3 separate regions of the Oryctolagus cuniculus genome follow, and regions 1 and 3 are each linked to region 2. Evidence: chromatin contacts called from public Hi-C data. All regions are on one chromosome and are shown on one strand. Each heading gives the region's core, a stretch centred on a gene start, on an enhancer-like site or on the middle of the called end of the contact. The rest is flanking DNA. Distances are from core to core; before and after follow the strand shown.

Region 1 (2,700 bases), core at 169-2,668, 1.5 Mb after region 2:
TTTGGCGGGGACTTTTAGCAGCTTTAATGACCACAGCAATTGATGGTTAAATCAATTTGTGCCGGTGACAGCATGGCTGGCCTCTAGACTGTAACAATCCAGGATTGCACCAGGCAGAAAAGACTCTGTTATTCAGATGTGCACAGTTCCTACCCAGCTCAGAATGAGAACAACAGAGAGAGAGTCTCTCACAAGGCAGACCCTGGAGAATGCACACAATCACTCCATTTGGCTGCACAATGCCGGGGCTTCTTTGTAAACTGGTTCAGTAGATTTTTTTAAAAGCATTGTTGCAAGTAAAAATATACAGTAGAGGACAAAGATTTCTAATATTTAACTATATCCTAAGAGAAAGTATCAAACCAGAAAGAATTTAACCTTTGTTTCCTTGATCGAAATGGGTGGTCTTGCTCCAGACACCCCTCCTCCCAGAAAAAATAGAAAGGAAAGAAAATCAGCAGTAGAGATTATGAGAGAGCAGGTTTACATTTAGAAAAAAAAACAGAGTGAAAAGAGAACTAAAACAACAACCCCGCATTGTTAAAAATGAGGAAAAATTGCTCCCTCTTCTGTTGATTAGAGGTATTTTTTTTCCAAATAAGAGATCTTTAAATTTTTAAATATAAATGTTTACAAGGAAAAATATAGCAATGTCAGCATATATGGGAGAGCCAGGATGGTTATACAGTTTATTTCTAAAAAAATTTTAAATAAATAAATACTTTGCTAAGCCTATTCTTCAATGTTTTAAAAATTTATAAGCAAAATTGACATTTTAAAATGGGGAAAAGGACAGAAATTCATTTCATATTCATAACTTTTTGTGCCAGCATAAAATATTGCAATGACTAATTAAATCATAAATGATACTTTGCAAGTCTTCATAAAATGTACTACCTAATTCCTCTGTAATAGTGGGAGATTCCAATAGATTATATGAACATCTGAATCATGCTGACTGGAATAACTTAAGGTTTATAGATATGTTTTAACAGACTTTTAAGATATGAGAACTAATTTAAATAACTGTTAGGACATTTTTGCAACAAGTTTTAATGCTGTCATTTTTGAAAAACAGAAATGCCCAGAAATTAGGTATACAAATTTTTTAATTAAGGACTTGATGAAACTGATGATAAGGATGTAATCTCTGTGATCCTGAATTACCTTTTATACCCTATTAAATATCAAACCAAAAAATACAATTTTTTTAAGCTATGATGAAGAAAGAGGGATAGAACGTGGGTAGATCCATGGAGATGGTTAGCACAAAACTGCAGCTATAGCACTGTGAAAAAAAACAATGTAAAGAACATTTTCCAACAGATTTGTCTAAACATTGAAAGAATATTGAGGCTGTACAGAGGAGGTCTTGGCACTGAGTCCAGAAGCTGTACTTGGTAACTGAGGAGGGGGAAGAAAAGGAGGCAAGTTTCCATGGCAATGCTGGTGCTGAGCACAAATGGAGCAGCATGCATCTTCCCAAGGGAGGATGGGAGCATGAAAAGTGAAAATGGAGGGGGAAGGGCAGAGCAGCTTCTACAGGGCCAGTTTATGCTGAATAACTGTTTGTTATGGAGCTGTGACGTGATCCAAAGCGGCACGTATATTCCGAAAAATCTGACGTCCTCTTGTAGTAACTTTTCAGAGCATTAAAGATCACTTTGGGAATATATATTTATCTTATTATTTCCATTTTAAATATGTAAGTATATTGAATTCTTCTTGTTGTATACATTGTCTTCTACCTTTAGAATAAAATACTATGAGATGACTACAATAGAACTTTGTATAGATTACTTCCTTATCGTTATGCATGTAAGTCAAGTTCATATGAGGGAAAAAAAGCTTTTATTTATTTCTCTTAGTTTCAAAGACAGATAGATGTCTTGAATGTGAAACTGTTATTCACAATCCTAACAATAATATTTCTTCTCTCACAAAGCAGTACATTATACCTAAGGAATAAGACTATACAAAAGCTACATTATTTATCTAATTGAAACTATCATTATTATGACTCGATATAAAGAGTAATGACACTAAGAAGAGGCAACAAATAAGGGCTAATTTTTCTTCAATTTTCTAGAAGTAAACACATTACTACCGAAGAAAAACCCTTTTATTGGAGATCAGATTTTAACACAAATTAGCATTCAGTAGAAGAATCCTGAAAAAATATAGACTTGATTTCACAGGAGTGAAACTGAAAACACTGCCTGATGATTTTAGTAGTAAAAAACATGGATCATAACGTACACTAGTCTATAACTCAAGGGTGGTGGCTCTATTTGCCTTTTCCACATAATATTCCCAGCACCCACCATAGAGCCTATACACAGCAGATTCTCACTCCATATTTGTTGACTACTGAAAGAATAAGATGAACCATTTGGCAAAATTGTGAGACACAACTGGTAAATGCACAGGAAAGAAAGGCACCTCTACTTGCTGTGTTGAATATAATAGGCAGCATGCTCATGTTATCCAACTTAATGCCCACAGATTCCTAGAAAGTTCATTGCTACCATCCTCACTTTACAATTAAGAAAAGAGAGTCTCTAAAGGATGTTATATTTCCCAGGTTTATACCACTAAAAAAGCTAAAATTCAACTCCAATCCTATCTAAAAACACAGCTCATTATCTTTCATTTTCTAGATGCTTCTTACTTTAGGTCAGGTAGCACTGACTACCTCCC
Region 2 (2,777 bases), core at 231-2,730:
TTCGAGTCAGGATCTGGGGTTGAATAGCCTTCAGGTGGGAAAGCTGCCCACTCCTAAAACTAGCTTACCATTTTCATCAAAACTGGCCTCCAAACCACCTGCAGGGAGTGGTGTCGATTCATACAAATAACTGTTTTCAGAGCTGGGCTTATAATTGCTTAACTTGGCTTCAAGCACTGGTGTCAGCCCCGATCAGGGAGATCATTTTCCCTCAGTAAATAAGGTAGAAGTAGACCAGGTGGTGATGCAGTCCTGAGGCCTCAATGTTGTCTTGAAGGCAGAGTACTTCAGTAATGGCTCTCTCAGGCAGGTCCTCTGCAGGTGGGGGGAATAAACTCCCACACCTGCTTGAGCCCCTGCCGACCTGAGCTACCGCTCTGGTGACGCTAGACCTTTGCACACTGTAGCCCTCTGCATGGCCAACTCCTCACCAGCCCTCAAGTGCCACCGGGCTCCCTCCTCTGAGCAGGCGAGTCCTCTGTGCGGTGGGTCCGGGAGCCCTGATCCTGCAGGTGGAGGGAAGGGCTGCTCCTGGGTGTTCCACCAGCCCTGGGGCTTCCACTTGTGGCGTGGGCTCACCTTTCAGTCATCAGTCCCCACGAAAGACTGCAAGGCAAAGTTAAATGAAGCTTACTTCGTTTCTACACTTCATTCTGCATTTGGATGGGAAATGTACATTTTTGGAATAATTTTGATTTAAAGTAATTTTAAGAGGACATGGGCTCATCAAGGAGGACTTTTTATAATGATAAATGAAGACCTAGCTTTCTTGGAACATTTATAGTATACTAGCTTATGCATTAATTAGGTGATAATTAAATTTTGGTGTAGTCTGAAACTCAATACACACCTTGTTAAACCCTGATAATTACAAATTATAATAATCGTAAATATGGAGATTAATAGTTAATGATAGGCCGGTGCCGTGGCTCACTAGGCTAATCCTCCGCCTTGCGGCGCCAGCACACCGGGTTCTAGTCCCGGTTGGGGCGCCGGATTCTGTCCCGGTTGCCCCTCTTCCAGGCCAGCTCTCTGCTATGGCCAGGGAGTGCAGTGGAGGATGGCCCAAGTGCTTGGGCCCTGCACCCGCATGGGAGACCAGGAGAAGCACCTGGCTCCTGGCTTCGGATCAGCGTGATGTGCTGGTGCCGGCCGCGGCGGCCATTGGAGGGTGAACCAACGGCAAAGGAAGACCTTTCTATCTGTCTCTCTCTCACTGTCCACTCTGCCTGTCAAAAAAAATAGTTAATGATAAAGAACCTATTCAGTAATAATCAAGAAAAATTTTAAAGTGCAAATTCAGTTCTAAGGGAAGTGGAACATGACTCGTTAGTTTCTTAAATAGACATACGGCAGAATGATCAAGTGGTAAAGAACACTTTGACCACAAGAGGGAGCTCTTCCCTTAAAAAATAGTTGGCGCAGCCCTGGTTTCAGCAAGCGGCACTGTGGATTTTTAATTCTGGCGTGGCGTTGTTTTTGGAGGCTTCTTCCACTACTAACAATGCCAGAGGGGTGGGTAAGCGACAGAAGTTGTAAATCAACCGGAATATATTAGAACTGGCCACGAATGCTCGAAAGGGTGACCTCTAATTATACTTATTTAAAGTTACGGATTTAATTTTCGGTTTTCTCCGAGATCATGAAGTATTTTTTTAACCTCCTTTCTTTGAAAAGCCGTGTTGTCTTCCAGAAACGAAAACTGAGAAATTATTTATTTTGGTTTCACTTATTCAAGGAAAAGGGGAGTTGGTGCCATAATTTTATCATTGTGTGGACAGGAAGAGTCCCGTTGGCCCCCGCAGTGTCACTTTGGTCAACTTCCCCTTAACCCCAGCCTCACTGCCACGTCTGGATCTGGGGTTTGCTGCTTCTCCCCTGGATTGTCCGACAGCTTCTTTACAGTCTCCCCAGTGACCGCACACCCCATCTAGTGTGTCTGAGATGTAATGTACTTTATACATCACTTCCGGGATAATTTCCATGGAATATATTTGTTCACCACATCACCTTTCACTTTTTCAGTAGCTGGCTGTTTCTGCAAAACAAATCTGCGGGCTGCAACTCAGCATTGCAGACCCAGGTCAACACCACCTCCTGCTGAAGCCCCTGACTCTGGGCTGGGCTGGAATAATTCGCATCTCTCTCCCTCTCCCTCTCCCTCTCCCTCTCCCTCTCCCTCTCCCTCTCCCTCTCCCTCTCCTTTTCCCTCTCCCTCTCTGACCTGTGGCATGTTTCCTGTCTGTGTTATTTTCTAGTTGTTTGTGAGCACATCTCATATTACCTCCAAGACCAACTTCCTCAAAGGCGTGAATCCTGGCTCAGAAGCCAGACAGAAAGCTTGGCCTCAGCAGGTCCATGGGAATGAAGGCCTGCTTAAGAAAGCCAGACTTTCTGGGGGCAGAATTGAAAGAACTGGGTGTTCTGGCTGCATCACAGGCTGCCTCAAAACTCAGCTTATTAACAGCCTGGGAAAGCAGCAGAAGATGGCCTACGTGCTTGAGCCCCTGCTACCCATGTGGGAGACCTGGAAGAAACTCCTGGCTCCTGGCTTCAGCCTGATTCAGCCCTGGCCATTGTACCCACTTGGGGAGTGAACCAGCAGATGGAAGATCTCTCTGTCTCTCCCTCTCTCTCTATAACTCTGACTTTAAGATAAATAAATAAATCCTTAAAAAACTTTATTATCTCTAATATATAATATATTCATATAATATTATATTATGTATTAAATATTACGTTATTAACTATGAACTTATTAGTATTTATCAAGATTC
Region 3 (2,700 bases), core at 178-2,677, 1.2 Mb after region 2:
CTTAACCACTTCTTCCATAGCAAGGTGAGAAGAGCTGCCCAACTTTTTTCAGAGGGTCCCTTATAGACCAAACTACCTAGAATATGCTGCCAAGGATCTTCCCAGTACTGTGGGAGGATGGACATATCATCTGTCTGCTTTGTAAGCCAGGATCATTGGTGCTGCTGGGACAGTGTCTGGGTGCTTTACAGGACCCTGGATGTGTGTAATCTTAGCATGGCTCTGTGAAGCAAGAGCCTGTGTAGGGAAGGCTACAATGTGGACTTGACTTCTCCACAGCAATTGTGTGATGTGGCAGCCCAGCAGATCTCTGAAATTGGCTCAGAGCCTAGAAGGGCTACAGAGTTTTCCAGAAGTAACTGTCTCAAGTGTTTATGACATGAGTAGGCACTGGCAGGGGTCCTCTGCTTACCTTGTCCCTGTTGAACAAAGTTCTTCTTGGTGTGGGGTTGATTTTAAGAGATGAAATGGCAGATGCTGCACATTTAATTTCCTTCTTTATAAAACCATTGGGTAACTATGTGCCCTGTGACTTCTGGGCTTGTGCTGAATTTTCTATCCCACTCCTCAGTGGATAGAGTATTCCTCTATGCAATACTGTCCAAGGTTGGGAGATAGCTAATAGAGGATGTGGTTCCCAAGGCTCAGTCCACAAGTACTAGCCTGGGGACAGGGGTCACGGGGCTGTGCCCAGCAATGGAATTCACTGTAGGAGACCTAGGATTAGGTTTCAAATCTAATTCTTGGATTTAATTGTCATTCCTCCTTCAGGCAGAAGGTGGCTGTTTCCATGCTGTGCTTTTTACTTTTAGAAGAAGGATGACATGAACAAGTCTTTCTTTCCTGCCTTCTTCAAAGCTTCTTTTCTTCATATCATAGTACTAAAACTAAGTACTGTGGTCTCTCCCATGGTTTCCCCAGTTCTTATAAGGGTAGATTAGGATGTGAATAGTTGGGGTCTCTGTGAAGAATTGATTGATAGAGGATCTCACTCGGTCACCATCTTGCTCCATCACCAATTGGCAAGTTTTTTTCTGTTGTTCTTTTTAAATGATTACTCATATTCTCCATAGTGTTATAGGACAGATATTAACATAGTTGGAGGGATTATGACTTGTGACACAGCTTCTTCAAAGGAATCAAGAGCCTCAAAACTAATTATACATTTTGACTAAAATTATACTTTTGGAAATTTCTCTATGGATATAATGCAGACAAATATGTTTTAAAGCACATAAGTCAGATTCATCTATTTTAAAAAAGGTGTCAACAGATAAAATATTCAACCAAGGGATTGTTTAAACTATGACATGTCTGAGGCTGGCGTGTAGGAGGAGAGAGAGAGAGATTGAACTATAGTCTGCTGCTTCGTTCCCCAAGTTCCTACATGAGCCACAACTTCACCAATACAAAATCAGGAGCCAGAAATCCAATCCAAAGATCCCTTGAGAGTGCATGTTATGCTCTAGCAAGAAGCTGGAACCAAGACTTCAGCCCAGGCATTCCAAAAAGGAAAGTAGGCATCCCAAGCAGCATCTACTGCTAGTCTAAATGTCTTACTGGAAATTCTGTTCCTATTTAGAGTTTGTATAATTTTTTCCCTTTTTGTGGGTGTGAAGAAAGCAATGGTAAGCAAATGATTCCATTTAGGGAATGGAAAGTAAAATGCTTAACTCTCTATTTCTAAGAAATAAATACATTGACATTACATGGTAAGGAAAATAAAACATCAAATATGATAGGTATAACCAAAATCAGTTCCAACTGACATGTTCCTACTGGCCAAAAGTAAAGAGTGAATATAGGGCAAGCATTGTAGTATAATGTGTTAAGCTGCTACCTCCAGTGCTAGCATTCCTTATGGATGCGAGTTTGAATCCTAGCTGTTCCACTTCCAATCTTGCTCCCTGTTAATGTGCGTCAGCAAGATGACCCATATGCTTGGGCCCCTATTACTCATGTGGAGGACCCATATGAAGCTTTTGGTTTGTTGGGGTCATTTGGGGAATGACCAGTGGTTGGAAGATCTCTCTATCTCTTCCTCTCTTTTTCTCTGTAACTCTCTGCCTTTCAATAAATAAAATAAATCTTTTTAAAAAGTCTGAACACAGCCAGTTATCCATATAACAACTGGTCTAGCACACAATCCTATGTGTATATGGTTCCTTCATGAAAGTCAGCTGAATACTCTCTACTGAGTGGCCTCTTTAAGTTCTGTCATAAGAGCAGGGTCCCCTATTTCAAAATCCCTAAGGAAGGGAAACTGTGGCCATAGCCAAATCGGTGGCTAGGAACTTACTTAATATAAAGTGAAGCTGAAAATCAAAACACAAGCTTCTATTGGTGATATATGGATTAGTCCACCAATTTATTGATGAAAGAAAGAGAACCAACACTTGAACTACCCTTATACACATGTGCTATGCATTGCTAAGGAGTTTAATATTCAGCTTGTACATAAGTTTTCTAGCACTCCCTAACTTTTTAGTCTTTTGTTTCTTTACCAATAAATATGTTGAGTATGTATTATGTCCTTTATTTTGCATATGTGGAAATTTAGGCTTAGTGAGTTTAAGTGACTCAAGCACTAGCTAATAAACACAAGAGCAAGCAAACAAGGCGATGCCTTGTTTCTTGGATTTCTCCTGACTCTATCATACTAGATGTGTAGGTCAATTTTACCGGGCTCACAGATTGTAT

The links. A called contact is a pair of places that touch in the nucleus more often than the background predicts.
Region 1: a Hi-C map of skin fibroblasts shows a contact between it and region 2, with 4 times the contacts expected there. The contact joins two enhancer-like sites. A contact is called at or near these places in 4 of 6 Hi-C or Micro-C datasets (ear pinna, liver, skin fibroblasts and 1 more).
Region 3: a contact with region 2 is called in a Hi-C map of skin fibroblasts, with 3 times the contacts expected there. The contact joins two enhancer-like sites. A contact is called at or near these places in 5 of 6 Hi-C or Micro-C datasets (ear pinna, embryonic fibroblasts, psoas muscle and 2 more).

What each region holds. Positions count from the first base shown.
Region 1 is chr5:58,966,238-58,968,937 of mOryCun1.1, forward strand. No RefSeq gene overlaps it. Among named protein-coding and RNA genes, the nearest start is that of LAMA4, 350 kb to the right of the region's middle. Within about 2 kb of position 1,419, at least 2 of the 8 cell types and tissues checked have an H3K27ac peak or open chromatin away from gene starts, as enhancers often do.
Region 2 is chr5:57,504,556-57,507,332 of mOryCun1.1, forward strand. LOC108177460 (a long non-coding RNA gene) reads right to left here. Exons shown (of 4, transcript XR_011388575.1): 4 at 1-606. Among named protein-coding and RNA genes, the nearest start is that of MARCKS, 63 kb to the right of the region's middle. Within about 2 kb of position 1,481, at least 3 of the 8 cell types and tissues checked have an H3K27ac peak or open chromatin away from gene starts, as enhancers often do.
Region 3 is chr5:58,724,249-58,726,948 of mOryCun1.1, forward strand. No RefSeq gene overlaps it. Among named protein-coding and RNA genes, the nearest start is that of LAMA4, 590 kb to the right of the region's middle. Within about 2 kb of position 1,428, at least 1 of the 8 cell types and tissues checked has an H3K27ac peak or open chromatin away from gene starts, as enhancers often do.